Regions from separate parts of the Sus scrofa genome. Here region 1 is linked to region 2. Evidence: chromatin contacts called from public Hi-C data. All regions are on one chromosome and are shown on one strand. The core of a region is the stretch at or near the end of the contact, and the rest is flanking DNA. Distances in the headings are between cores, read along the strand shown. Region 1 has its middle 20 kb from the start of TNRC18. Region 2 overlaps TNRC18 (trinucleotide repeat-containing gene 18 protein).

The links. Hi-C and Micro-C count contacts between places; a contact is called where the count stands out from the background.
Region 1: a Hi-C map of alveolar macrophages shows a contact between it and region 2, with 3 times the contacts expected there. The contact joins two enhancer-like sites. A contact is called at or near these places in 1 of 5 promoter capture datasets (liver) and 23 of 47 Hi-C or Micro-C datasets (alveolar macrophages, blood, brain and 10 more).

Annotation. Positions count from the first base shown.
Region 1 is chr3:4,014,124-4,017,585 of Sscrofa11.1, forward strand. No RefSeq gene overlaps it. Among named protein-coding and RNA genes, the nearest start is that of TNRC18, 20 kb to the left of the region's middle. Within about 2 kb of position 1,743, at least 12 of the 83 cell types and tissues checked have an H3K27ac peak or open chromatin away from gene starts, as enhancers often do. A contact at or near this core is called in alveolar macrophages, where this site is marked.
Region 2 is chr3:3,948,702-3,951,981 of Sscrofa11.1, forward strand. The region is part of intron 13 of TNRC18 (trinucleotide repeat-containing gene 18 protein); the gene reads right to left. Among named protein-coding and RNA genes, the nearest start is that of TNRC18, 46 kb to the right of the region's middle. Within about 2 kb of position 1,475, at least 13 of the 83 cell types and tissues checked have an H3K27ac peak or open chromatin away from gene starts, as enhancers often do. A contact at or near this core is called in alveolar macrophages, where this site is marked.

The sequences.
Region 1 (3,462 bases), core at 493-2,992, 66 kb after region 2:
ATCTCACCTGCTCCTCAGGCTTATCTTGTTTGGCCGAGACCTGAGAGCCAGGAACCAGAGGAACCTCAAGGGAAATGACTTGGCAGAGAAACAAGCAGAGGCTGTGGCTCCGCAAACAGGGGCCGTGGCGGACAGGGCAGTGGGCACCTCAGCGACTTCCTAGGTTGAAGAGCATCATCCCCCAAATTCACGTCCACGGAACCTCAGAATCATCTTTATTTGGAAACCAGGGTCTTTGCAGATGCTATTAAGATGATTGTAATGAAAACGCAGCCAAGCTGCGGTCACACTGGATTTTTCTGGTGACCCCGTCCAGGGACTGGAGTTCGTAGTTCTTCCTTCTTCATAGAAGAACTGGGAAATTGGAGTGTCCTTTGTGGCTCAGCAGTTAGTGAACCTGACTAGTATCCATGAGGATGCAGGTTCGATCCCTGGCCTCGCTCAGTGGGCTAAGGATCCAGCGTCGCTGTGAGCTGTGGTGGAGGTTGCAGACGTGGCTCAGATTCCGAGTTGCTGTGGCTGTGGTGTAGGCGAGTAGCTGTAGCTCCAATTTGACCCCCAGCCTGGGAACTTCCCTATGCTGCAGGGGCGGCCCTAAAAAAAAACTGGAAATTGGAGTTCCCATTCTGGTGCAGTGGGAGTGAATCCAGTGAGTATCCATGAGGATGCAGGTCTGATCCCTGGGCTTGATCAGTGGGTTAAGGATCCAGCTATTGCCATGAGTTGTGGTGTTAAGTCATACATGTAGCTCGGATCCCGTGTTGCTGTGGCTGTGGTGTAGGCTGGTAGCTATAGCTCCAGTTTGACCCCTAGCCTGAGAACTTCCATATGTCACCCTAAAAATCAGGAACCAAAAAAAAAAAGAATTGGGAAATTGAGGAGTTTCCTGGGGGCTCCGTGGGTTAAGGACCCAGCATTGTCACTGCTGTGCTTGGGGTTGATTCCTGGCAGGGGAACTTCTGCATGGACACACACTGAGAAGACAGTCCTGTGATGCATGCAAGGGCCAAGGAGCCCCTGCCACCCCCAGGAGCTGGGAAATAGCCCCCCCGGGCCCTCAGAGAGGGCAGGGCCCTGCCAAGCCTTGATGTAGAACCTCTGGCCTCTGGAATTGCGAGAGAAGAAACATTTCTGGGCTTAAGCTGCTCACTCTGTGATCATTTGTTCAGGCAGCCACAGAAAACTGGTACAACGGGATTCCAGCGGGACCCGCCTCTGGGGACCCACTTTTCCCAGCTCTCATTCACCCAGCTCCTCCCCCACCCATAGGCCCAAGCGTCCACTCGGAGGAGCCTGGAGTGTGGCCAGCAAGGTAGACCGGGACCCAGCCAACCCAGGAACAAGGGGGCGGGGGTGTTTGTGGCCACTGACAGCTTCGAAACATACCTGCCCCTTCCCAACACACCCCATCCATAGATGGACTGTGAGTCCCCTCCCTTTGAACCCGGGCAGGCCGGGCACTGCCTGACCCAAAGCTCATGTCCGAGGCCAGGTCACCAGAGGCCACACAGCCTCCACCTGGCTGTCCAAGCCTCAGGGGCAGGCAGGTCGCCAGCTGAGGAGTCCAAGGAGCCTGGGCCACTAGGTTGCAAGGAAGCCCCAGGCACACAGAGAGGCCACCCACACGTGCCCAGCTCCCCACCTATGCCAGCATCACCAGGGGGCACCACAGGGTCAGCGCCCCGGGGTCATCTGAGTGATCTCAGTCCGGGGACCGCCCCACTGGGCGTCTCCCCAATTTCCTGACCCGCAAGAGCCTGAGCTGAACAGAAGGTCCTGATGTGCCACGCCCTGTACCAGTGTGTGGCACAGCAGTGGCGACGGAACTGCCGCTGGCCCAGAGGGGAGATACTGGGAGTGGTGGACAGAGGCCAGGCCAGGCTAAGCACCTCTCACCCTCTCCCTGGCTGGGTGAGTCCACACCCGTCTGATCTGCCAGCATCCTGGAGACAAAGCCGGCCCCAAGTCTGACACCCCCAGAGGGTGGGGGGTCCCTCATGGGCCACAGTGGCTGCTACTCCTGGGGAAGAAAGCTGCCCCCACCTCACCCCGGCAGGGCCTCGGTGGGAGCCAGGGGGCAGGTGGGCAAGTGGCCACCTGGGCTCTCTCCGTGCCCACCCACCCCAACACCTGCCCAGCTGGCAATATTTCAGAGCAGGGTGGAGGAGCCTTGGCGAGCTGGCCGGGGGGCCTGGCTGAAAATAGCCGCCACCAGGCCTTTATTTTGTCTGCAGCTCAGCCCTGCCCCCTGGTTCCTCTCAGGCTGCTTGATGATGGCATTTAAACATCATTTGGAGAACCTGAGCCTTCCCAGAGCACCCAGGGACGCACATGCGCACGCGTGCGTGCTCGCACCTCGGCCCAGCTCACCCTCCACGGCTGGGCAGCTTCCAACCACAGAAAGGCGCTCTCTGGCAGTCCCAAGGCCAGGAGTCCAACTCCAGGAGTCAGCAGGACCTGCTCCCTCTGAAACCTGCAGGGGCTCCTGCCCTGGCTGCCCCTCCCCCTCCCCCGAGTTGGTGGGGGTGGCTGGTGCCCCTGGGCGCTCCTGGGCTTTCAGCTGCAGCAAGTGGTCTCGGCCTCTCCCATCACATGTTCCTGCCCTGTTTCTGCCTCATCCTCTTTTTTTTTGGTCTTTTTGCCTTTTCTAGGGCCACATCCGTGGCATATGGAGGTTCCCAGGCTAGGGGTCGAATCGGAGCTGTAGCCACCAGCCTACACCACAGCCACAGCAATGCAGGATCCGAGCCGTGTGTGCAACCTACACCACAGCTCACAGCAATGCCGGATCCTTAACCCATGGAGCGAGGCCAGGGATCGAACCTGCAACCTCATGGTTCCTCGTTGGATTCGTTAACCACTGAGCCACGACAGGAACTCCCCTGCCTCATCCTCTTACCCTGACACCGTCACACTGAATTGGGCTCAGCCTCATAACTTCATCTTGATTATCTCTGCAAAGACCCTGTCGCCAAATAGTCACGCTCACTGGCAGCGGGGGAGGGGGAGGAGGGTTCGGCGGTCCATCTATCTTTTGGGGGGACGGGATGTGATGCAACCTACTAGAACATTCTTCGCATTGGTCTGAGCTTGGGCCTCCCCTGCTCACCAGGCCCCTTCCTGCCCCACCCCAGTCTAGATGCCTGTGTCCCGTCCCCAACAAGGGATGCCACCTGTTACCCGGAAGGGCTGGCAGGGGCTCAGGCACACAGGTGACAACAGGTAGCACAGGGGGTCCAAGCCAGCCAATGGTTACAGCTTAATTTTTTTTCTTTTTTTTTTTTTTTTTGCTTCATAACCCACTGAGCCACAGCGGGAACTCCTACCTGTTTAAATTCTCCCGAGCCAGCTTGTGAAGACCTGAAGGGCTGAGCCTCCTTGACGTGCCACCATCCGAGCCTCCCAGGAACCCCCCAGACTTCCCAAGGCTACAGGATGGACGCCTGGCCCAGCAGGGGTCCT
Region 2 (3,280 bases), core at 225-2,724:
CGGAAGGAGGCAAGTGAGCTCCCGCGCTCCCAGCGGCATGGGGGCAGGACTCACAGGCACTGCAGCCAGGCCCCCTCAGACCCCCTACAGGAAGAGGCTGTGGCCCAAAGCAAGCTCACGACTGGCCTGGGACCCCCCCGGCCCATAGGGACGCTGTCAGAACCACAGCCTTTCCCCGACGCGGGAAACAGTGCGGAGAACAGGTCAGAGCAAGGACACACGGCGAGGTCCTGCTCCTCTCAACATGTCTGTGCACAGGCTGGCAGAGGGTCCCCGGAAGGCGGCCAGCTGCCTCCTCGCCGTGTGGCACTCTCTGTGTTGCTTTGTCCTGAAAATCTTCCACGAGGAATATCGGAAAAAAAGAGCCCCATGTTAACTTTCCTAAAATGTACCGGTAACATGCGCACATGATAAGAACCACACATGGCAGAGAACCCTACCCCGTGTTGTGTGATCACCTGTGTGGGAAGAGAAGCTAACAGAGAACGGCTGTGGGCCCATGCGTGACGGAACCACTGTGCTGTGCAGCAGAAATCAGCACAGCCTTGTAAGTCAACTCTACTTCCATCAAACTTTAAAACATAAAAAAACAAACTAAAAAGCACGAACCAAGCGGAAAGAGCAAGGAGTGGTGAACCAACAGCCTCCCCCCCGCCCCGCCCCCGTCACGCAGGTCCCTCCCCGGAGGTGCCTCTGCTAAAGCTTCTGGCAGATGGTTCCAGAGAGTTATACATATTCAAACATACATACCATGTACAGGCATCCTTTATAAATATAAAAATGGCATCCATCAACACATATCATCTCACACTTGGCTTTCTTCTACCTAACATCTTTTCACATGAGCACAAAAACACAAATACACACTCATGCTATAGCGTGAACCTCACAAAAGCACCATTTCAGTAAGTCAAACACACTAGCATGTCATCAGCCCAGCTGACAGCAGCTTAGAATTCTCTTGGGTGGATGAGTTTGAAGTTATCGAAATGATCCCCCACTGATGGCATTTAAGTTGTTCCTGATTTTTTTTTCTTGTAGGGAACAGACAGGCACTGTTTGGAAAATTCCTTCCCTGTGCAATGAACGGGATGAAGGCATGTGTGTTTCTCTCTGATACACATTCCAGCTGCCCTTTGCAAAGGCTGTACCAGCTCAGGATCTCAGCAGCGGTACCTGAGAGCCGTACCTTATTTCCCCACCCTCTTTCTACCAACGTAGCACGAGTTTCCATTTTTGCATCCGTATTTCCTTGGTGATCGAATACATAAGCAGTCTTTGCCGATGTTCCACGGGTGCTCGAGGGGGGACCTGTCCTCCTTGCTACCAGCCTGCCAAGTTCCATCCAGTCAGCATTAATAATTCTATTATTATGATCACTCGGGGCTTCTGAACCCCAGCACACGGCCAGAGCCGCCTTCGGGATGTTCAGCAGCGTCGCTTACTCTGAGCCACTAGATGGCAGCAGTGCTCTCAAGCTGTCACAGCCGAGTGTCACCGGTGGCCAGTGGAGAGTCATGTCTTTATGGACGCTGAGGCCACAAAACGGTGCACCGTCAGCTCCCAGGGGTTGGCACGAGATACAAGCCTGCGGCCCAGTCGAGGTGACACACCCCACCCCGCCCCCCTCAAGCTCTTTGAGGTGTAAGATTCTTGGTTGCTGGGTAAAGCGCGGAAGGGCTGCTCCATCAGAGGGGACAAAGGAGCCACTCTGTCACCTTTCACCCTCCCACAAGCCAGCCTTGCCGGGACGCTCACGACTGACAGCCCAGAACCACGGGAATGATGGGAGGCCAACAGCTGTGGGCTGAACTGTGCGCCCCAAATTCACGTCCCGAAGCCCTAGCCCCGGGACCTCGGACTGTCAGGGCTTCAAAGATGAGGACATCAGCTAAAGTGAGGGCTTCAGGGGGGCCCTGACCCAACGAGGACATCTGGTTACAGAGGAAGACGGTGTGAGGACACGGGCACAGGACTGCGATCGCCAAGCTGAGGCCTCAGCAAGAACTGACCCAAGCCTGTCACACCTTGATCTCGAACTCCCAGCCTCCAAACCACAAGACCACACGCCTCGGTGAGTCACGACCCGCCCCCTGCCCGCATCGGGAGCATCTGCTTCAGCAGCCCGAGCAGACCCAGACACCAGCCTTGCGGCTTTACCAGCGCAGAGGAGACTGGGGGCACTGGGACCCCCACGGGACCAGGCGTCTGTCACAGAGGCTAAGGCCGGAGGACAGGAAGGATGGCGCCACGGGGGGCCAGCGGTGTGGACGTGGGGGCCCAGGAGCCTTGGCTCTACTGTGCGACTGACCCGGCTCTGAGCAGAAACCCCAGGAGACTTGGTGCTCAGGGACCTTCCTGGACCTCAGGGCAGAAAAGGGCCCGGGATCCTCGCTCGGCCCTGCGGGGCACTCGGGCCTCCAAGGGCAGGATCCACCCGGCTCCGCCCCCACCCCAGGGGCCCAGATCCCAGGCTGGGCCACCGCACGGCTGCAGGGCTGCAGGGCACGGAAGGGCATCGCAAACATCCACAGCAAACACCGGGTCCACACCGCGGCGGGGCTTCCTCAGACCTGCCCCCCCACCCCCCCAATTCCCCCACTCCCCCAGCTCAGAAGCTGGACTCCTCATCTTCCAACAACAGCTCAGGCCAAAACCCGCAGAGCTGCCCTTCCCCCCAGAGCATCAGCAGAGCCCCCTGGAATCAGCCTGCTCCTTGCTTCTGTGCCCTCCCCGCACGGGCCGGGGTCACGCCTGCCCCACGCAAGCGCAGTGAAGCCCGAGCCACCTCGCCCTGCTTCTCCCCTACACTCGGTGATGGAGCCTCGGGATCACCCCCGCCCCAGGGACCCCGCTGACCGTCATCCTGGCCGATACTACCTGCCTCCCGCTCTGCTCCAGCCCCTGGCCTCCCAGACTCTGTTCTGATAGGGCACGGTCACCTCAGGGCCTGTGGACCTGCTACCCCTTGGGTCTGGCCTGGAGCATCTTCCTCCCCAACCATCAAGAGGGGCTTGGCTGGCCAACCGCCATAGGTGACCACCCTTCCCACCCCTGTCCTGTCCCCTTCCCACCATTTCTGTCACCACGGGACAAGTGCCGTATGTGGCTGCCCTTGCTCACTGCTGGCCCAGCACCAAACAAGGCCAGACACACAGTAGGAGCTTCCTGAGGACAGGAATGAAGCAGCAGTGGGCAGCAGCGCCCAGACCCAGGGACCCACCCGCCGCCCCCTCCTTCCCCGATGCCCTGGCCCGCCGTGGCCCCCACTGAAAACCCA